Regions from separate parts of the Mus musculus genome. Here all the other regions are linked to region 1. A link is a contact called in public promoter capture Hi-C data. All regions are on one chromosome and are shown on one strand. Each heading gives the region's core, a stretch centred on a gene start, on an enhancer-like site or on the middle of the called end of the contact. The rest is flanking DNA. Distances are from core to core; before and after follow the strand shown.

What was found. Promoter capture Hi-C pulls out the DNA fragments that hold promoters and counts their contacts.
Region 2: a contact with region 1 is called in a promoter capture Hi-C map of second pharyngeal arch cranial neural crest. The contact joins the promoter of Nr1h2 here to the promoter of Zfp524 in region 1. A contact is called at or near these places in 4 of 39 promoter capture datasets (cranial neural crest, maxillary cranial neural crest, pre-B cells and 1 more).
Region 3: a promoter capture Hi-C map of pre-B cells shows a contact between it and region 1. The contact joins the promoter of Etfb here to the promoter of Zfp524 in region 1. A contact is called at or near these places in 3 of 39 promoter capture datasets (cranial neural crest, frontonasal cranial neural crest and pre-B cells).
Region 4: a contact with region 1 is called in a promoter capture Hi-C map of second pharyngeal arch cranial neural crest. The contact joins the promoter of Zfp790 here to the promoter of Zfp524 in region 1. A contact is called at or near these places in 3 of 39 promoter capture datasets (cranial neural crest, pre-B cells and second pharyngeal arch cranial neural crest).
Region 5: a promoter capture Hi-C map of cranial neural crest shows a contact between it and region 1. The contact joins the promoter of Shkbp1 here to the promoter of Zfp524 in region 1. A contact is called at or near these places in 3 of 39 promoter capture datasets (cranial neural crest, maxillary cranial neural crest and pre-B cells).
Region 6: a contact with region 1 is called in a promoter capture Hi-C map of pre-B cells. The contact joins the promoter of Rab4b here to the promoter of Zfp524 in region 1. A contact is called at or near these places in 5 of 39 promoter capture datasets (cranial neural crest, frontonasal cranial neural crest, maxillary cranial neural crest and 2 more).
Region 7: a contact with region 1 is called in a promoter capture Hi-C map of the HPC-7 cell line. The contact joins the promoter of B9d2 here to the promoter of Zfp524 in region 1. A contact is called at or near these places in 3 of 39 promoter capture datasets (the HPC-7 cell line, cranial neural crest and frontonasal cranial neural crest).

The regions. Positions count from the first base shown.
Region 1 is chr7:5,014,075-5,017,067 of GRCm38.p6, forward strand. Zfp524 (zinc finger protein 524) reads left to right here and starts at 1,434. Exons shown (of 2, transcript NM_025324.2): 1 at 1,434-1,486. Fiz1 (Flt3 interacting zinc finger protein 1) reads right to left here and starts at 654. Exons shown (of 3, transcript NM_001110329.1): 1 at 551-654.
Region 2 is chr7:44,552,476-44,555,468 of GRCm38.p6, forward strand. It overlaps Nr1h2 (nuclear receptor subfamily 1, group H, member 2), which reads right to left and starts at 1,490. Exons shown (of 10, transcript NM_001285517.1): 1 at 1,334-1,490; 2 at 1,104-1,233; 3 at 222-279; 4 at 32-145. The coding sequence starts at 261.
Region 3 is chr7:43,442,506-43,445,498 of GRCm38.p6, forward strand. Etfb (electron transferring flavoprotein, beta polypeptide) reads left to right here and starts at 1,567. Exons shown (of 6, transcript NM_026695.3): 1 at 1,567-1,699. The coding sequence starts at 1,643. Cldnd2 (claudin domain containing 2) reads left to right here. Exons shown (of 5, transcript NM_028849.1): 4 at 346-465; 5 at 712-815. The coding sequence ends at 785.
Region 4 is chr7:29,814,607-29,817,599 of GRCm38.p6, forward strand. It overlaps Zfp790 (zinc finger protein 790), which reads left to right and starts at 1,466. Exons shown (of 5, transcript NM_146185.2): 1 at 1,466-1,683.
Region 5 is chr7:27,354,499-27,357,491 of GRCm38.p6, forward strand. Shkbp1 (Sh3kbp1 binding protein 1) reads right to left here and starts at 1,510. Exons shown (of 18, transcript NM_138676.2): 1 at 1,373-1,510; 2 at 1,075-1,128; 3 at 903-948; 4 at 716-789; 5 at 228-286. The coding sequence starts at 1,458. Sptbn4 (spectrin beta, non-erythrocytic 4) reads right to left here. Exons shown (of 36, transcript NM_032610.2): 36 at 1,885-2,952. The coding sequence ends at 2,794.
Region 6 is chr7:27,177,472-27,180,464 of GRCm38.p6, forward strand. It overlaps Rab4b (RAB4B, member RAS oncogene family), which reads right to left and starts at 1,412. Exons shown (of 8, transcript NM_029391.2): 1 at 1,256-1,412. The coding sequence starts at 1,271. Mia (melanoma inhibitory activity) reads right to left here. Exons shown (of 4, transcript NM_019394.3): 3 at 2,698-2,808; 4 at 2,270-2,363. The coding sequence ends at 2,340.
Region 7 is chr7:25,679,165-25,682,157 of GRCm38.p6, forward strand. It overlaps B9d2 (B9 protein domain 2), which reads left to right and starts at 1,616. Exons shown (of 4, transcript NM_001362154.1): 1 at 1,616-1,814; 2 at 2,219-2,310. The coding sequence starts at 2,223. It also overlaps a transcript of Tmem91 not described here.

The sequences.
Region 1 (2,993 bases), core at 184-2,683:
AAGTCACACCTCAGGCAAACTTCACACAACATACTCTGGGCCTCTGTTGTCTTACTGGACCCCAGTTTTCCCCTCATCTTACGAAGTTTCTTCAATTTTTCAACCAAGGCCCTTTCCCCCATTTCATGAGATTCACGCCTCTTTGCTAGGCCCCACTTTATATAAACCTCTCCATTTTCTAACCAGTCTCCACACTTTCTTGAAACCCCTCCCCTCCAACTATAAGCCACGCCTCAACAAGCTACTCCTCCAGTTCTGCCCCGCCCCGACCACCTTAAGCTCCGCCCCTCCTGCGCCCTACGGTGTCTGGTGCAGCCGGCCCCCACCCCCACCCCTGCTCGATCTTGCGAACAAGGCCCGGAAAACTGGCCCTTTGTACCCCTCTCCCTGCCCCTACAAGGTGCAGTCTCGGGCGCCCGAGTCGGGGGCAGGTCAAGCGGCCCAGGAACTAGGCAAGACCACCTTGCTTTTGCGTTGCGGAGGTCCTGGAGACCAGGCAGGCCTCCGGGGGGCCGGGAAAGTCTGTCCGCTTTCCTGTTTAATTACTTACACCTCCCTCTGGGCGCCGACATTTTGGGTAGCGGGGTCAGCGTCACTTCCACCTGAGGGGCCTCTCGACTTCCGCCTCAGCTCTCTTCTACGCCCCCCCAACCCCCCTTTACCCCTCCTTCTTGGCTTCTCTATCCCGCCCCCGCCCCGCCCTTCTGTGTTTTCCTTTCCTATTTCCAGCCGCGGAGGTTAAAGAAGCTAGGCTAGCGCCATCTTTGTTGAGGGCAGGGCAGGGGCGGGGCCTAAGTTACCCGCGGCGCCATATAGACTAAGGGCAATACTCTCAGCGTGCAGCATTTCGTAGCCCACGGTGCGGTTACAAAGAGTTAACATAGATGTGTTTAGATAAGATTGCTTTTTTTTTCTAGTCTTTGACTTCTGCTGGGAAGGATGCGGGAAGAGGGAGAAAAATCCAAGTGGTCAAACTTGTTCAGAGTTAGGAAACACCAAGCACCATTTTACTACTTTAACTCCATGGCTCTTTGAAGCTGATGGGCGCCATATTAATTAGGGGCACTTAGCAGCCATTTCCCGCTTCTCATCTATCCGGTACCTGTATTTGATTGGGTCACCGGGTTGGGAAGGCTTCGTGGGAGGAAAGGCATTTTTGCAGGTGGTTGGGGATTTTTGTGCGTTGTCACTGGGCACACGAAGGCGCCTGATACGCAGGCGCATTTGTTGCTAGCGTGTCGGGGCCTTGGGACCCAGGGCATCCTCTTTGTTCCCCGCGGGCGCTGGCAGCAGGGAAGGGAGGGAGGGGCCCCCGGCTTCCGTGCCGAGGGGCGGGGTCCAGCTCACGCTCTGCTACCTCCCACACCCCCGCCCCGCCGCCGCCTAGGGGCTGGGCCCCCTCTCTCCCGCCCCTTCCCACGCTTCGGCCCGTCGCCCCCGGCGCGCGCGCGCGTACACACGCGAGCCCAGGCAGCATGCAAATGAGGTACCCAGAGGCGGGGGGCCCGGGTGGGGGGGATGGGGGAAAGAGGGTGGTCCCGGCGCGCGCGCATAAGCGCGCACCCGGCACCTGTTCCCAGCTTCTTTGCTCTCTCCTGCGCACGTCGACCTCGCGCCCCGCCGAGCGGTCTGGGCTCGCGCGCGCAGACCCCCTTCTGGCAGCCCCTGCCACCAATGTCCCCGCGCCGCTCATTGGCCACCGTACCCTGAGGGCCCGCCCCGCTTGCGGGCTGGGCCACTCGCGCCTGACAGGCACGCGTCGTACCGGACTTGTGGGTGGGAGAGGGTCGAAGAGCCACTCTGTCACTTCATAGGTATGTTTCAGAAACTCAGCTTCTTGTCCAGGCTTCCTCATCGTGCGAACCATATGATCCTGGACAAGTTGCTTCTGTGTGGACCTCATGCTATGTGCATATTAAAAGGGGGTGCAAGTTTTGGGGGTGTAGCTCAGGCCCAGTATGTGTGAGGCCCTGATTAGGATAGCCAACACCACACACAAAACTTTAAACCAACCAAACAATAAAATAATAAAAAGAGGGGTGCAGGGTCCCCCGACAGAATCTGCTGCTAGCTGCACCTTTGACCTTTGACCCCAAGTACACTCAATTCCTACTATCCTGGGATCTTGTGGGCACTGGGGAAAGTCCTGGAGCTTTCTATTTTCTAGACTGTGCACTAAGGACATTTTTGAAGCTTCCTCATTCCTGTCGATTCTCCCAACAACCTTGGTATATTGACTTTATAGAGAAGGAAACAGACTCAGGCAAAGCCACTTGTAGAATCACATGGTGATTGTTGGCCAAACTGGATCCAAATGAAACCCTTTGAAAATGTTCCCTCAGAGGATTGCTGTGAGGCTCAACGACCAGTGCTGTAGTGCTGGCTCTTATGTTCACAGCATGTCTGGGTTAGTAGGTAAAACCAATCAAACAAACCAATAAACAAAAATCCCCGATTTCCATCTTACAAAAGACACAAATAAGCTCAGAGAAGTAAGGATCTTGGCTAAGGTCACACAAAGGAAGGGACAGACTCAGCATTTGATTTCTGGGTATATGACTTCAAAGCCCAGACTCTTAGCAACTTTCATATATATCTTTCACAAATCAATAGCTTTTGGCTAGGACTTGTCTCTCTTCATGCCCCCCCATCTCTGTGGGGAGCAGGAGCCTTTTGAGACCTTTGTGACCCAGAATTTGATGGGCTGTTTCAAGGCCTACATTCTTAGCTGGATTTTTTCAAAAATTTATTTATTTTTGGCTTGTTTTGACTTTAAAGGCTTTTTGTAGTTATGTTGATGTAATGAAAAACTATGACCATAGCAACGTATAAAGAAAGCGTTTTAATTGGAGGCATGCTTATATTTTTCAGAGGGTTAGTCCGTGATCATCTATCTTGGTTGGGAGAATGGTGACCAACAGGCTGACATGGTGCTGGAACAGTAGCTAAGAGCTGACATCTGATCCATAGGTTTGAGGGAGGAGGAGACTGGC
Region 2 (2,993 bases), core at 240-2,739, about 40 Mb after region 1:
CCACACCCCTGTTCCTGTCTCCCCATCTCACCCACGATGTAGGCAGAGCTGGACCCTTCAGAGCCTGGAGGAGGATCAGTCTCCTGCCCCTCTTCCTTAATAGTGGGTGACGTGGCGGAGGTACTGGGCTGAGGAGAACCATTCCCTAGGAAAAGGAAGACAGGACAGTGAGCTTCTCCAACACTGTGGAAGGGGCTGGCTAGGGAAAGCCCGTCACTCACCAGGCACGGGAGTGTCCAGAGAACTTGTGGGGGAAGACATAGTGGGTCACGAAGCAGCCTGCTGAACATAGGGGAGCCAGCCAATTACAGGGCATAATAGGGGTGTCTCTTCTTCCAGTGCTCACGGACTCTTGAGACATGATCTCATACAGCTCAGGCTACCCGAACTATGTGGCTGAACAGCTTGAACCACCTCCAAAATCTTGGAACACACTACTCTAGGCTGTCCTGGGATCTTCCGCACTCCTGCCTCGGCCTCTCAAGTGCTGCCATTACAAGACTGTGCCACACCTCAGTGTTTTTAACTTCTATATTGAGCCCCCACTCCCAGCCCTAGTTCCTAATAAACATCACACACTTTAACATGCCCAACCCGGCCCACTGCTCCTTCCACCTCTCTACGAATCATGACCTCAGAGAGCCCAACAACTCTATTCCTCTTCTGTGAGCACCAACTGTGCTCTTATCATGGGAGATCCTAACTTTGCCCCGCCTCTCCCATCAGGGCGCAACCATTACCCTTCTACCATAGGCTCCTTCAAGGCTTTAACGCACCCCAATACAGACCCCAGACCCTACCCATCCCATCAAGTCCCTGGCCCCACCCCTTCCCACTCTGGAGCAGAAACCCAAATTCCGCCCCGTTCCTCCTAGGCTCCGCCCCTCTCATTCCCCCAAAGCCAATTATAGGTCTTCACTGTGCCACGCCCTCCATGCCTCTGCCCCTCCCAATCCCCCCCAACAGTGGTCTAGGCCCCGCCCCAAGAATCAAAAGCCTTTAATCACAGACTATCTACAGCAGGCCTTCTGCCCATCTGTGTCCCGCCCCCGCCCACCAACCATAGGCTTTCCCTACGCCCCGCCCCGTAGAGTCACGCCCACCTTGTTCCAGGCCCCGCCCCTCTCCGTGCACCAGGGGGAGGCGGGGCTCATGACTGCACCGGCGATCGGGAGGGGGGTCGCAGGGGGTCTCCGACTCTGTTGCCCTGGAAACGGCCGTGGGAGGCGAGAGCTGCGAGGAAAGTGAGGGAAGGATGCGCGCGCTAAGCGGGACCCACGGCGATCCGCGTACCGGGCTCAGTCCCACCTGCCCGGCCGCCCGGCGCACTTGCCTCTGTGTCCGCACCGGTGATTGTGCCTCCACAGCACTTTGGAAGTAACTTCAGAAGCCTGGGAGTAGCTCGAAGCAACAGCGCTTGCTGAGCGAAAAGCAAAAGTAACTTCGCCACTTCTTCCGGCAACCCCGCTGCGCGTCACTTCCGGAAGTAGGCGGACCGGGAAAGGTGACAGACTTCCGGTCTGCCAGGGCGCCACCGACTGTGAGGCCTCGGCCGGAAGTGGCACACCGGAAGTTTATTTCTTCTGGTAGTTCCCCTCTGGGACTCAGAAAAAAGTTCCGGAAAGTTCTTTCGTTTCTTTTCGCAGGTGGCTAACGAAGCAGGTTTTAACCTTTTTGAGTAGTTTAAAGTTCTCTACTTTTGTAGCGGTGCTGCATGGCTGCTTTTTAAAAAAATTTTTGTCTTGATTTTGAGACAGGATCTCTTATTTCAAGGGTGGCCTTAAACTTCTGAGCCTGTTGCCTTTACCTCCCCATTATTGCGGTAGCAGCTCCTCTTCCAGCCCTGTATGTTGGTTCTAAATATTTTAAATTTGGAGATGGCAAGATGGTTACAGGATGGTTTTAAGCCTAAAAAGCTTAAAGGCTTTTCATACCTTAAACTTCTCCAGCTCAGGGCTTGGGCTGCCCTTCCCTTTATAATCCAGCCGATTTGGTTACTGGGTCCTTTACTCTCCTGGCTCGCCTCTCTCTCCTTCTCCTTCTCCTCCTCCTCACATGTCCTGATTCTGGATCTTGTTCACTTTGGACTCTCTTGATGTCCCCGCCTCGGGAACTTTTTTTTTTTTTTTTAAGATTTATTTATTTATGTATATGTGAGTACACTGTAGCTGTCTTTAGACACACCAGAAGAGGGCATCAGATCTCATTACGGATGGTTGTGAGCCACAATGTGGTTGCTGGGATTTGAACTCAGGACCTTCAGAAAAGCAATTGGTGCTCTTAACTGCTGAGCCATCTCTCCAGCCCAGGAACTTTTTTATACAAGAATTTATTTTTGCATTCAGCTTCATAATAGGAAGAAGTAAATATAAAAAAGGCAAATTGGGTGCAGACCCATGCCTGCAATAAGCAAACAGACCCAGGCAAGGCAAGAGGATTGCTTTTAGTTGGAAGCCAAATTGAGCTAGGAAGTGAGACCTGGCCATCAGCTAAATGTGAATAAACAAGTAGCCTCAACCCCTCTCCCATAAAAGTAATAATACCAGCTTTTTCACAAAAGATTGAAATACTTGTGTGAATCTCAGATGGAAAACATTCAGAGATTGTTTCTCCGCACTCCCCACTTATGGACAGTTGGGAATCTTTATTAAGCACAAATTCTTGCTTTTACTTAACTTTTGTTGCTGTTGTTCTTGGTTTTGTTTTGTTTTGTTTTTTGTTGTTGTTGTTTTGGTTTTGTTTTGTTTAGGTTTGGTTTTTTCGAGACAGCGTTTCTCTGTATAGTCCTGGCTGTCCTGGAACTCACTTTGTAGACCAGGCTGGCCTCGGACTCAGAAATCCGCCTGCCTCTGCCTCCCAAGTGCTGGGATTAAAGGCGTGCGCCACCACCGCCCGGCCACTGTTGTTCTTGTTGATTTGTTTGTTTTGCAAGGCAGGGTTTCTTTGTGTAGCCATGGCTGTCCTAGAACTGCTTCTGTAGACCAGGCTGGCCT
Region 3 (2,993 bases), core at 317-2,816, about 38 Mb after region 1:
ATCCTCCGTGGGCTTTTGCCTTGTCTCCTTGTATCTCTTTTTGTCCTGTTTGACTGTCCTCTCTTGGAGACCTACTCTACTCTGAAGAGGAGGAAGTGTGGGAGGGGAGATGAGGGAAGCTGGGAGACGTTGAGGGAGAGGAAACTGTGGTCGGGATAGATTGTATAAAGGAAGAATCTATTTTTAATAAAAAAAGAAAAGAGGAGGAGCAAGAAGCCCACGAAGGTGAAGCCAAAGGGAAGCTGGGCGTGGTTTGATAAGTCAGAGACAAGGGCAGTTCTGAGGGGTGGGCTTGGGTGCAGCTTCTACCTGGCCACGCTCACCTGACGGGTGGGCGTGGCCCAGGGTTGCTGCTGCTGATTGCCTTGGCCGTATACACTTCAAAGAATGCCTGGAAGCCAGAAGTCTTCTTCTCCTGGTCCTACTTTTTCGGATGGTTGGCTTTACCCTTCTTGTTTATTGCGGGTAACCAGCACGAGGGGAAGAGGGTGGAGACTACCCCTCTAGAGGACTCCCCTCCCCAGAAACTTCCCAGTCACCTATTCTTCCTAGCAAAGTCCACAATAACTTCCAGTGACTTCCCCGCCCCTGCACTCCAAGACACCCGATGGAAACGCCCTTGGAACCCCCATCCCTAGCTCCCAGGCAGGCCAGATCATCCGCCCCATAGCCCACCTTCCTTCCCCGGGCTCTGTACTCCCTTCCTGCCAGGCTTCTGCTTTCTGCTTGCCGACATGATCTTGCAGAGCACCGAAGCCATCAGCGGATTCCCGGTATGCCTATGAATGCGGCCTGCCTGGGGCAGAATAAAGGAATGGCTTTTAGCCTCGCCCCTGCGTGCTTTTCTGCGGAACGTAGAGACAGAAGCTTGGAGACTACAGAGACACGGATAAAGTGGCTTGTAGAGAGTTAAGGAGGTCAGAAGGAATGTGGGAGGGTAGGAACGGAGACTTGAACCCTGTAACGAGGTGTGTACCCTGGGGATTTGCAGATGCGGAAGCAGGGAGAGGGTGTAGGGACAAGCTGACACCGGGTAGTCCTAGCGGATGTAGGCGTAGAAGAAGGGGCGGGGACGAGCGCACCCGGGGAATGCACGGGGAGAGAATATGGGACTCGGGAGAGTCATAAAGCACGCAGTCGCGGGAGGAGGTGGGGATGAGCGGACACGGGAAAATCACAAGGAAGTAAAGTGTAGACGCAAGGATAAGGAGGGAATCTGCAGAAAGAATGCGGCGGCAAGCAAGTGAAGGAAGGCCTTGGGGGCGTAGGAAAAAAGGCACAGGGTGCGCGTGGGAACACAGACATGGGGGCTTGGAGTGCTGAGAAAGGAGGGATCTAGAAGTGAATTGCAGATCTGGGGACAACAGGAGTTACGAGGAGAGCATTAGGATAAATAAGCCCTCAGCAAACTTCACTCCTAGGAATGCCCTTTCCCCTACTTCTGTGCAACGCCCCCTCCACCCAGCGGTCCGCCGTGGACCCCGCCTCTCCCTGAATTCCGCTTCCTATTGGCTTTTTCTGAGTTGTGCGACGGTTGATTGGTCGGTGTTGCGGCGCGCAGGCGCAGAGACAGATACGGGGCGGAGTGTGTGACTATCTGGATTAGGAGCAACCTGACCCGGCCAGTGACTGCTGCAGGAAGATGGCGGAGCTGCGCGCGCTCGTGGCTGTCAAGAGGGTCATCGACTTCGCTGTGAAGGTGACTTTCCCCACCCCGACTAGGTCCCAGCACCCTGAGACCGCAGCTATGAACGTCCAAGAGCAGGAGCGTGCCCCACATAAGAGAACCTTTCAAAAGTCAATTTCTATTGCCCTTTGACCCGACGTCAGTCATACTTGGAGCAAAAATCAAGGGCTGTGAGATTTTGACAATCAGATCCTTCTGAGGTGACGACCCTTTTCCCCTCTCTCTCAGTCCCTTGATAACTGTGGGCTGGAGGAGTCATGGTCCCTATTTAACACGTGGAGAAACTGAGGCACAAAACTGGCACTTAGCAAGAGAGAATCAGAATAGAGAATTCTATGTGGGGCCTGCGGTTTCATCACTCATTACCTTGCAGGCTGCACTGTCTGCTCTAAATGTACAGCCACATGGAGAGCCATCTGGTTCCATGGGACTCAGAAAGCGCCTCACCCATATAGCCATGGGATGCTTGTCGACAGTTTTTTATTTAGGAAGGGAAGGAGACCTGTGCTTGCTGGAGAAGCAAGTTCAAAGGAGCCAGCTTAACTAAGACTTTGGAGTGTCCGTGAGCAGTCTGAGGGCAGCACCCCTGAGGCCCTGGGTTCTCCTCAGAGAGAAGCTGCTGTAGCCAGCATTGAATCAGACTGGGTTCCCAGGCCAGTCTCTCAATGCTTAGCCTAATCTGTACTGAAAAAAAGATGGTGGCAATTCATGTTTGTCTGTCCCCATTGTCCTGTGATCCCCCTTTGTGTCCTTCAAATTTCCTAGCATAAGGAAGATGCACCCAAGAGACCCTCTGAGATAGGTAAAAACGGGCTATATCATTTAATACCACCATCTACGTACCGCAGTTGAGGAATGAGACAAGAAGGATTCAGGAGACAGACTCAGACTTAATGTCCATGACCCAGACAGCACACATGGAAGTCGGCACAAAGCACCAGCAGATATAATTCCTGTACAGAGATTGATCCCTTTGTACAGCTTCTGTACTCTCAATCGAACAGGGTGGTTGAGGAAACCCAGGCCCGTGGAGGCCCTGTTACTTGCCAGATGCCTGCCCCCTGCCCCCAAGCTGGGTAAGCAGCAAGAATCAGGAGTCTGGGCAAGTCTGACTCTCTGCCTGTTTGCTAGAGAGAAAACGGGTTGGCTTGAGGTGGCTTCTAACAGCCTGTGACAGAGATGGTGCTTCCAGGTTTATTGAGATACATGTGGGTTTGTGGGCAACTCAACCACCATTAATTTGTTTGTTTATTTATTTATTTATTTGGGTGTGTGTGTGTTGATGGGAATTAAGCCCATGACCTTC
Region 4 (2,993 bases), core at 216-2,715, about 25 Mb after region 1:
AGCCCATGGAATTGTCCTTTGTGTTGTGAAAGAAAAGAAATCAGGTAAATGGAGGATGATAAAGGACTTAAGAGCAGTTAATACGGTACAATGAAGCAAAGATCAGCAAAGACTTGAAACCAGCAAAGCAATGCAAAGCTAGCTATACACTAGTCACTGTGGGTTGACTCCTATTTATACTCTCTCCAAATATCACATGGGTCTGCATCACCTGACATTTCCTTAAACTTCCACTTCAGGGTACACTACAGGAATGCAGTCACAGGATGGGCCAGAATTTTCAACAGGAGGAAAACAAGCCACATCTTGACAAAAGTAAAGGGATGTCAGGAAATCATAAGCTACAGGACAGAACTCGGGAATTAAAAAAAAAAAAAAGTGTGACACACACTAGGCTCTTGTAGATGCATATTCAACCATTTCAGAGATCATTTTGGCCCAACAGCCATAGCACCTATCAAGAAATCAGAGAAGCCTAGGGGCTTCCTATGCAATGGAAACACCAGACAAAAGTAGGGTGACTGTAGATAAGGACAGAGTCTACCCCCAGGATGTGACACAAGTCCCCTTGGCTGGAGTCACAAAGGTACAAAGTTGCCTCACCTATAGTGACTCTCCAATTAATCCCACACCACGGGGACACAAAAGCTATGGGTGCCTCAAACGAAAATACAATCCACCCCACACGGAAGCCTTAACAGGGAGAGCCAATCACAGTCACTGTTGCCCCCACCCTCACCTTACCTCTACCGAAATTAGAAAAGGTCCACTGGGAAGCAGTCACACCTCAGTCGGTCACCTCACACGCTCCCAAAGTTAGGCAAATGCTCACAAACACAAAAGCCCAGGGACCTCACACTCGAGGGACCTCACACTGGTAAAAAAAAAAAAAAAGCATGGCACAAAACGGTCACACAGACTCCAGCCACACACACAATGGATGCGATCATACTCACCAATCAAGGAATCCTCTCTGCCTCCATATCCCCTAGACTACCACCCAGACACATGATAACAATTCTACACAGCTCCGGATCTCCCGGAGTCAGCTTCATTGCACTGCACAGGATGGTGCATCCAAACCCTTGGCACCAAAGGCGTCTCATTATCCCTAAAGTTCTCCCCAAACCTGTCAGGAGTACCCTGCCCACTCCTTAAAAAAGGCTCCCAGGAGAGGGAAATACAACGCCTGGAAATGTCAGGGGCTGAAAGCTGTGGCCTGAACAACAGATACAAAGTGTTCGGCTATTCGTCGGAATCGTGAGGAAATCCCAGCGGTGAAAGACTTCATAGACCTAGATCAGGCTCCTCGACCCAGCACTATCTCAGCACTGCGAGTTTCCAGGGAACCGAGGTATTCTGGGAAATGTAGTTCAAGGCCGTGCTGGTGACCGGAGGCGCATGGCTCGAGTAGGCTGAGTCATCCAATCCCCAGGCGGAAATCTGTCTAAGGAGGCTGTTCCGAATTCGACTTCCTGCTGGAAGTTGGGGCCACAGACCGGAATGTAGGACCCCAGCGCTAAGACCAACCCAGCATTGGCAGTCTGACCAAGAGGAAGCCTCGTCCTGTAGGTGCAAGAGTACGCAATGACAGCCCTGAGCGTGTGTGAGAGAAAGCATAGGGAGGTTAGATTGCATGCGCGGCTGGATCTGGGAGGAGTTGGACGGCAGAGAAACTGCGAGGTAAGGAAAATGAGCGTGAGCAAGAGTTGGGCTCGAGCTGTGGCGCTTTGTGAGTGGAGCGAGCTGTTGTGGGGAGGAGACATTGTATGCGGATCGAATGGTTCTTGGGGATTGGGTCTCGACTGGATGGATCCCTGTACAGGAGTGGCTGAGATTATAGAGATAGCGGAAGCTTCCTAAATCTCATTTTCTTTTCAAATTACGATTAGTAAGTGCGGTCTTCTGGAGTGTCTGTGGGAGGGAAAATGTATAGCTGATAATAACTAATTAGCATTGTTATTTTTCTGTAAGTTAATTGTGCGGCGTAGGCAATCTACAGGCAATATAGCCGACTTTTTATTTTTAACACAGTGTTTTGTCAGTCGGGGTGGTTTTTTTTTGGGGGGGGGCGTTATTAACGCTCAGGGTACCCCAAGCAGACATCGTCCCTTCTCTAGAGAGTTCCTGAGGAGACACAGGTAAGGTTTGATTTTGAGGCTGGCTTGCAATTCTCTTTATAACCAAGGTTGACCTGAACTCCAGATCCTCTTGTCAAGTGGTTTCTGTTGGTTTGTTGTTTAGACAGGATCTTGCTGTTTAGCCCTGGTCACCCTTCAGAGGCCGTCCTCCTGACTTTCAAGGTCTGGGATAACAGGTGTGAACTACCATGCCCTGCTCCAGAAGGTGATAAACGGAAGTTTATTACAGAGAGCAGCATCACCATGATTAAAACAAGCTGCACACAGTACTTAAGAGCCAGTGGGACACAGCCATAGAGGTGTGTGTCCATATCAGCCAGAGTCAGTGGACACAGCCACAGCGGTGTGTGTTCATATCAGCCAGAGTCAGTGGACACAGCCGCAGCGGTGTGTGTCCATATCAGCCAGAGTCAGTGGACACAGCCGCAGCGGTGTGTGTCCATATCAGCCAGAGTCAGTGGACACAGCCACAGCGGTTTGTGTCCAGATCAGCCAGAGTCAGTGGACACAGCCGCAGCGGTGTGTGTCTATATCAGCCAGAGTCAGTGGACACGGCCACAGCGGTGTGTGTCCATAGCATCCAGAGTCAGTGGACACAGCCGCAACGGTGTGTGTCCAGATCAGCCAGATTTAGAAGGTAAATGTCATCTCATTTCTTTATCTGAATTAAATAGAAACCTCAGTACCATAAGCCTGCCCCATTCCCTTTCTGTTTTTGAGACAGGGCCTCTCTATGTAGCCCTGACTAGCCTAGGACTTACTATTTAAATACATACTCATAGTGAACTCAAAGATTCATCTGCCAATGCTGATATTTCAGTTGTGGGCCACCATGCCTGGCATGCATGTATA
Region 5 (2,993 bases), core at 260-2,759, about 22 Mb after region 1:
GACCCTTGTCCCCTTCCTCATCTGTCTTTCCACGTAACTATCCCCTCCCCCGCAACCCCGACCCCTTCAGAGCCAGACCCAAATCCGGTGCTCTTAGCTCTAACCCAACAGTCTTTTTGACTGGGAGAGTCAAAGAGGAGAGGCATTCTGCTCAGGAAATAACTGAGGGTGCTGACTGGGGGCGGGGTTGGGGTGGGGGTGGGGCACGGCACGGGACTCTCACTTACCCAGTGGAGTGAGTCCGTAGAATTGGGCTTCATGGAGGAGGCTGGAACCATGGACACCCCTGGGTAATAGGGGAGATTTGGGTGTAAAAATCTAGGGCATAGGCATGAACAGCACATTGCAAGGAGAAAGGTATTGAAACTGCCCAGAGACTACCGAAGCCTGGCTAGTTTCAACCGGCGTAAAATTCTAGGGAGGTTGAGGGTGGGGTACACCTGCCAATCCAAGACATGGGAGATAAAGACTGGCCTGATCTGGATGGAGTTCTAGACAGCCAGGGCTACAGAGCAAGGCCTTATCTCAAGCCAACAAACAAATACATACTTTCTTTAAAATCTAGATAACAAGGATGAAGAATGGTGCAAATGTGTGGGCATATTTTAATGGAAGGAATATAACATGATCAATAATTCTAATAGAATGGAACACATTTACTTTTCGAGGAGAGATTTTATACAGTGGCAGAATTCACCCATTTACCCATACCAACCTGGGATCTAACTCTTTGGTCCGCAGGAAATTAAGGATGGGGGCAAAGACGGTGGGGTCCCGGTCGATGAAGATCTGCATGGTGGGGTGGGGATGGAGGTGGGGGTCATGGAAAAGACCTGGAATAAGTAGGAGCTCCTGTCCCCCATCCCACCCGGAGTCCCGTTTTTTGATCTAGCCCTACTCACAGCTCCGGTCTCATCTTTCAGGGTTGAGATGCGTCCGCTCAAAAGACTACAGGAAGGGGAAACCGAGGAGGAGACATGGGCCGAGTTGCAGAGGTGAGTATTGTAGAAATGGGTCTCCCCACACCCTCTTCTTTCATTCCCTCCTACCCTCGCCCCAGACTCTCCTAATCACCTGGAAAAGAAGGAGTCTGGGATCCAGGTAAGCGTCTGGCGAGAGGTACTGAACCTGGGCGATGGGGTAAGGAGAGGAAAGAGAAGAAGAGGTGAGGACGCTGCCTCCTCCACTGAGATTCATGCATTCTCCTTTGGCATTTCTTTCTTTCTTTCTTTCTTTTTTATTCAAGCGCCAAGCCTCCAGCTTGAGGCGGAGCAATTCTTGATGGACAGGGACTACCACCCCCACCCCCAGAAGAGGCGGGCATCCCGCCTCGGTCCCGTAGGATGGGGCCTCGAGGATCTCCCACACTCACCGCTTGCCCCCTACGTTCAGATGAATCACTTCCCCGGGTGCTCCCCGACTCGGGACCCCCTCCACTGCAGTCGTCGCGACGGCCATAGCCCCACCCCCCCGCAAGCCGGCCGGCTCGCACCCACTTCCGGGTGTGCATAGACCCCGCCTCTTCCTCTTGCTCATTGGCCTAGAGACTCCAGGATCCACCGGCGATTGGACAGAGAGCTCGCTCAACGCAATTACGGTCTCTGACTCTTTAAAGAGGGCCGGTCTTTCCTGGTTTCGACGGGGCGCACTTGGGGATCCTTTGGAGTGATTTAGTAACTCCCCCCCCCCTTTTCTAGGTTCCCTTATTTTGGTATAATACATAACGAATGTAGGCGATTCGTTGAGGAGTACGTGCGCAGATCTTGAAATGAGCCTATACCAAGGCTTAGGTATTTGTAGAGTCTAGGAGACTGCCTTCTCGACCTCGTCCCCACACCGGCCCACCCTCCAATCCTGTCTCGGATACACGAACAAACCAGCGAAGACTGTCAAAGCCAAAGGGTTTATTATAGGTACATACAGTGTGCGCCTGCCACACCGCCCCGCACCCCCTGCCTTGGCAGCGTCTCCAAGCAGCCACGGGGGTTGCCTGTAACCCTGATTCCCTCCGTCCCAGGGAGGTGCTCCAGCCAGAAGCATGCAGGGGGAGGGCTTTCCCACCCCCTCCCCCTCGGGAAGTGGCATTTACAGCTAGAATCGGGGAGGAGAGAGGAAGACAGTTTTGAACTTTGACTCCCCTCCTATTAAAAGCCTTCGCGGATGCGGGGCGGGGGGAAGGAGGGGGGGTCTACGTTTTTGCAAAAATAAACTAAGTCAGGAATTAACCGCATGGCTCTGAGATGGCGGAGTACAGGGGCTAAGGGCCCCTGTCCTCCCTCTTCCCAGACAGATCAAGGCAGCATTGGAAGTGAGGTAAAGGCAGGGAGGGAGTGTGTCCCCTCCCCACCCCCTAGCACCCTGGATGGTCCAGGGGACCTCACCAGCGCCCCCGTTGTCCATCCTTAGGGCGGAGAGGAGGCCAACAAATCACCACCTCCTAGATCCCTCGCCACTCCAGCTTCTTGGGGCAGGATCTGACGATTGGGCAGGGAGCTTGGCTCAACTGGCTCCCTGCCCGGCCCCACCAAGCTCAGTTATTGCATAAAAAGAATGGAGCCCCAGCACCTGGGGTGGGGTTGGCGAGCGGGAAGGGACCGAGATATGGCTATAGGGACAGCAATCCCCTACCACCACCTCTTGGAGTGCAGAAGTCCCTTCTATTTCAGGCCCACAGTGGCACATCCGCAGTCATTCCGGCCCTTGCGGATGAGAAGTTGTCTTTGTGTCCACAGTGCAGAGAGGAGGGGCAAGGAGACTTGTCAGACTCCAAGGTGGGGGAAAGGGTACCTGGAATCACTTCCGGCGCCCGCTGGCCCTACGCTCCCCGCCCTCACGCTTGGGGTTGCCCTCATCTGTGGATGATGTGGTAGGTAGTGTCTGACCCCATCGGGCGATCTCGGCGTGTTCTGCCACGGAGTTAGCCACAGCCTCCAGCCAGCCGTTCATCTCCTCCTGACGGAAGACGCAGGACAAGTCCATATTTGGAAGAGGAA
Region 6 (2,993 bases), core at 162-2,661, about 22 Mb after region 1:
TTGAAGCAGTCTTCCTGCCTCGGTTTCCCAAATGAGAGGGTTATAGCACACAAAATTATTTTTATATAGTGTTTACCATATACATGCCCATCACAGTCCTAAAGACTCATTTAATCATAAATAAAGCTCTAAAGATAAAATTATACAGCTCAAGAGATGGCTCAGCAGTTGAGAGCAATGACTGCTCTTCCAGAGGTCCTGAATTCAATTCCCAGCAACCTCATGGTGGCTTACAACCATCTATAATGGGATCCAATGCCCTCTTCTGGTGGCTCTGAATACGGCTACAATGTACTCATATACATTAAATAAATATTTAAAAAGGAAAGAAGGAAGTATACTAAGGACTTCTACTTTCCAGACTAGGAAAATGAGGCCAGAGAGGTTAACTGACGAAAGCAAGACTACACAGCTAGGCACAGCTAAGCTACAAACCCAAACTAAAGGTCTCCACAATGCAAGACCTTACCTGATGCATTTCAAAAGCCATTTCAACAAGAATTAAATCTGACCTCCATTCCTCTTCACTTCACCTCCTACCCCCTCTCACTCATTCACTCTGTCAAGGCCTCTGACGTTGGGCCTATGTCCTAAACTGGTTACCTCCTCTGGTAAGTGTGCACCAGATTCTGTGGCTTTTCTATGAGTGTTCAATGAATGGAGCTGTCTCTGATTGTCGTCAGAGATTTCTACTGCCTTCCAACCTACCTCTACCCACCTGACACTGTACATCCATACTGATTGCCTAACTCTGAACCTTGTCTCCCCATCCTCTGTCCAGAACCCCTGGCCTCTATCCTTAAACTTATGCCGCATTTCTTGACGCTAAGTTTCAAATCTATAACTCAAGAACATCACTCCAGCCCTCTCAAACCAGATCAGCCCACAGAGTGTGCAGGGTGCACAGCATCTGTGAGGCTCTCTCTGTAGTCCATAAAACCTGACCCTTGCTGGTCACCGTCAGCCCCGCCCTATCCACTCATGCTCCGCCCAGGAAGGCTTGCTTCCCTCTTCAAGGCCTACCCCCTACCCTAATCTACCAAGACTAGGTCCCTTAAATCCCGCCCTAGATCTTTTTAACCCGTACAGCGGCCTCTTCAAGCTCCACCCAAATCGATTAGCTCAGCCCCAGACCCACTTAGCCCTGCCCCGTATCCGGGCAGACCCCGCCCACCTGACCAGAAAGCCCCGCCCCACTTCCACATCCACATCCACTACGGGCCCAGCCCCCCCTGCTTCGGCCCATCAGCCTCACCGTAGGTCTCGGCCATGGCTCAGTGGCGACCGCTGAGGGCCGCAATATGGCGCCGCAGCCGCGCCTGTTCCTCGGCTGGCAGCCGCTCCACTCGGGCTGCAGCCTCAGCTCCTTTCCACTTCTGGACCCGGCGCCGCCACTTCCGCCTTCACCGCCCCCCCCCCTCCCGCGCGAGCCTCCGGAGCTGCGGATACCAGGCCACGCTCGCCCAACGCAGTGATTGGTGGATTCAGGAGGCAGTGGGCGGGATAAGCGGCGCGGATTGGTGGCATGAGAGGGGCCGAGTCAAAAGGGGCGTGACATAGAAGAGCGATTGGTGGAGCAAGTGGGAGAGGGCGGAGGCAGAGATGCTGCCCTAGCGGTGGAACGGATTTGGTCAAATATCGGGGAGCAGAGACTAGACTCCGTATTGGTTATACGTAGGCACGGGGCGGGGACAAGAATGCCAAGAAGGAGCAAGGGCAGGATGGACAGAGTTGGAAGAATGGATCTCAGGCTGCTGAGTGTAATTTCTAACCCCATAGACCGGAAAGAGGAAAGCTGAGGACACGCGCACATTTATCCCTATCTACAAGAAAAACCTCTGTTGGTCGGGCTCTGGGGTCGCGCATGCTTTCAACCCCAGTACTCAGGAAGCAGAGGCAGATGTATCGCTGAGTTCAAGGCCAACCTGGTCTACATAGTGAGTTTCAGAACAGTCAGGGCCTACATAGAGAAACCCTCAAAACAAAGACAAAACAAAAAAACTGTACGTTCTATGCGCTTCTCGGGATCTATTGGCTCATACCAATGATTCAACTCCCTTTAAAAGAGAGGAAAGCGTACATATATTGTACTGTTTACCCCCTTGCTTGGGGGTCCCAAACCTTACCTTGGAGCAAAGGGCTTGCAAAGTGAAATTCTGCCTAGTAGCCACTGACGTTACAACATTCAGGGCATTAATTGGCTATATTCAGAAACCCGTGAAACATTCTTTGCACATACCCACCCAACCCCAAAAACCAAAGAGACAAATAGTTTGCCATTGGCTGCTGTATTTGCATAGAGCCGGAAGGGTAACTGCAGGGATAGCGGTAGGCTGAGCTCACTGGCAGTAGAAATCCCATTGCTGAAAAAGAGTAGATAGAAAACCAACCAGTGATGACATTGCAATGCGCCTAGTGGTTCTAACAAAGTTATAGCTGCAAGGACTAGGTTTGATCACCCAGAAATGAACACATTAGCTTCCAGTACTGCACCCTCTGCCATTTCCCAATTAGAGATCACTCAGCACTGGGCAGGGCCTGTAAACTCAGCAGCCCTCAGGAGGCTGAAACTGGAGGCTAGTGATTTTGAGGCCAGCTTGGGTACATACCAACAACAAAAATAATTACTTCTCATAAACAGGTAAGCAAATAAAGGAACTATCATCCTACTCCCACCTCCACCCCCAAGACACTCACATCGGTCTTCATATCAATTTTGCCAGGTTTCAGAGTCAGGTCCTCCCGGACAATGCTACTGGGGAAATAGCCCAGGCGGGCTGCCAGGTCTCCATAGTAACCTCCCTGAACCTGGAGAAGAAGTTAAAAGTCCATCTGGGGAAACGGCACTTATGCTTGCTGAACGCCTGTGTACAATCTTCCCTCTTACTTGAATCTCAGCTTAAATGCCATTTGCTCATGGATAGAATGTTGCCACTACAACTAATCCTCACAATGTCATGTTTGCTGCCACTTTTGATGGCTTGCTGGTTGCC
Region 7 (2,993 bases), core at 366-2,865, about 21 Mb after region 1:
CTCTAGTTACACTGAATGCACTGTGACACTCCAAAGGAGGGAAATTCGGACACACACTTACAATGTGGATGAGCCTGCATGACAGAATTACTGAATTAAATAAGTCAATACAACAAATACTGTATGGCCTGGAGAAATGGCTCAGTTGGCAAGAGCATAGTGTGCTCTCGCATAGGTCTCAAGTTCCATTCTTACCGTGTGTCCTGGGTGGTCACTACTGCCTGCAATGCACTCTCCAGAACGCCAGATACTCTCCTGTAGCCTTGGCAGGCACTGCATGCACCTGGTGCTCAGATATACGTGAAAAACACCAGTGCAAACAACAGATGTTTAAAAAGCAAGCACACAAAAACAGTGGTGTTAGTGTTGGTAACACATATCCTGAAAATTGGAAGGAAAAAAAAGTGGATAGCTTCTAGGGACAACCTTGGAGGTTGGTGAGCTAGCTTCTGGCCTCTACATATGCACCATACAAACAACCACCCATACACCTGAACACACCACACACACACACACACACACACACACACACACACACACACCACACAGACGAGCTATCTTCTGGCCTCTACATATGCACCATACAAACAACCACCCATACACCTGAACACACCACACACACACACACACACACACACACGACTTAAGTTCTTGTTTTAGTTTTAGTTTGTTTGTTTAAGGGGGATTGGCCTGGAACTCACTTAATAGCCCAGGCTGGCTTTAAATTTGCAGCATTCCTCCTGCCTCAGTCTCTCATGAGCCACAATACTCATCATAAAATTTTTAAAATTTGTTTCCGACTTGGGAAAAAAATATATATATATAAAGGAGAGAGGCTTTCTTCCCTGACTTCCTGCCAAAGGGGCTTCTTCCTTCCTTTTGTAGGATTTATTTTTATTATTTGTGTATGCCACCTGTGCGCGGGGCAGGGGTTGAGGGTGGGAAGTGTCCTCTGGGACGCCAGAAGAGGGCAGAGTTGGAGCTGGAGTTACAGAATGCTGGGAACCGAACTCCAGTTCTCTGGAAGTGAGGCAAGCGCTCTTGTTGCACCATCTCTCCAGCCCCGTCTTCCTCATTTATCTTTACTCCAACCTGTTTGTTCAAAACCAGCTGCTAGAATGAACTTTGCAGTGACTCTGAGAAAGAACTTGGACTTCTCAGTCCTTGAGAAATCTGAGGAAGCTCTGAAAACTGAAGAGAAACCCACTTCCCAATTTCTCTAGTGTCAGAATATGGAGGTCCTTTTTTCCCCTCCAGCTACAACATAGAGATGACTACTATGGGAGTCCCTTTAGGTGCCCGTTTAGTGTCGGCTGGCTCCATTCTGGCTGTGATCCTGAACAGGAAAGGTGTTTTGTTTTGAGGAAGCAAAGAGCATCAATAGATTTGCTTATTGCGTGAAGAAGATATGGAGAGGAAACAGTTGGCGTTCTAACTTCCTCAACTGCTGATAGAGATAACCCGCCAGGCCTCCCACTCTGGGGCGTAAGGCGTCGCAGGAGCAAGACCTATGCAATTCTCGCAAAAAAGTCCCGAATGACCGCGTCCATCACGACTACGCCCCGCCCCCCAGAGGGCAGCTATAGCACCAATCATCAGCACGCAGGGCGGGCTCAGGGGAGGAACCTGCTGTTGCCCCAGCAACAGTCGGGGCACCCCAGGAGAGCGAGGCTGCGGATCTATCTACCTCAGATCTCCCTCCGCCTGGAAGGGCCCGGGAGGGGAGCGAGACTAGTCTCGACGGCGCCCGCAAAGAAGCCCGTGAACTACCATCCCCGAGGCAGCTTTCACTTCTAACGGTCAAGTACGCGGAGGTAGGAATGACGCATGCGCTACGCCTACGGGCAAGGGTAAAGCGGCCCTACACCCGAGACGAGACGCATGCGCCTTTTGAAGCTTGGCTGATCTGCCGCGAAGGGGCGGGGCCTTGCACATGTGGGCGGGGCCACAACCCTGGGGCGGGGCTTTCTAAGCGTCTGAGCCTTGGTTTATTTATTGGTGCAGGTTCCCACACCTCTGGGAGACTTCCCCATTTTTCTTGGGCTTTTCTGGGGACGTGGCTTGTATCTGTGATGAAGGCCACATTGTCAGTGGGTTGGTGGAACTAGCTTAGAATCACAGTGCTGTTCTTTATGTGATAGGCTTCAGTTTTCCCAGCTGTCAGATGGAAATAATACAGTTACCTCACAGGGTTGTGATTGAATTTTTCCTTTCCTAGAGCCATGGCTGAAGTGCACGTGATCGGGCAGATCATAGGGGCCACCGGTTTCTCGGAAAGCAGCCTCTTTTGCAAGTGGGGCATCCACACAGGTATCCTCCTCACACCTTGTTCATCTCCCAAACAATACCCAGCTCCCTCCCCTAGCCTAAGTCTCCATGTTCCTTCCTCGATTCTCCAATGAACTCATACTGTTTGCTTCTCTTTATCCTTGTCTTTCATGTTATCTCACCATCGGAAAACATAGCCCCTAAGCATATGGGGCTGTGACATAGAAAACACGCGCGCACACACACACACACACACACACACACACACACACACTTCCTGTCCTCAGGCCAGTAGACAAACTAGGTGTGCTTATGCATATCTGTAATTCCAGCACCTAGGAAGCCTTCTATTACAAGTTTGGGGCCCTGTCTCAAAGAAAAGAGCACAAAATATATACAAGATTATTGTAAGTTCTAGGGAAAAAAAGAAAGTGATGTGCTGGGGGCTGATTTGGGATGTGGAGGTCTGAGATCAGAGAAAGCCTTTCTGTGCAAGTGGCACTTGAATTGGGGGGCAGGAGGAAAACAGCCGGAAATGGGCACCCAGTAGCAGACGTTTCAGGGCAAAAGGAACAGCCGCTGCCAAGGCCTTGAGGCAAGGGAACAGGATGGGACCAGTGAGGCTTGAGGGTGGGGAGCGGCAGTGGCAGATGAGTGACAGGATCCAGGTCACACATGGGCCTTCGTGGCAACAGTGAGGAGTCTGAAAGCTTCGTGTGTGTGTG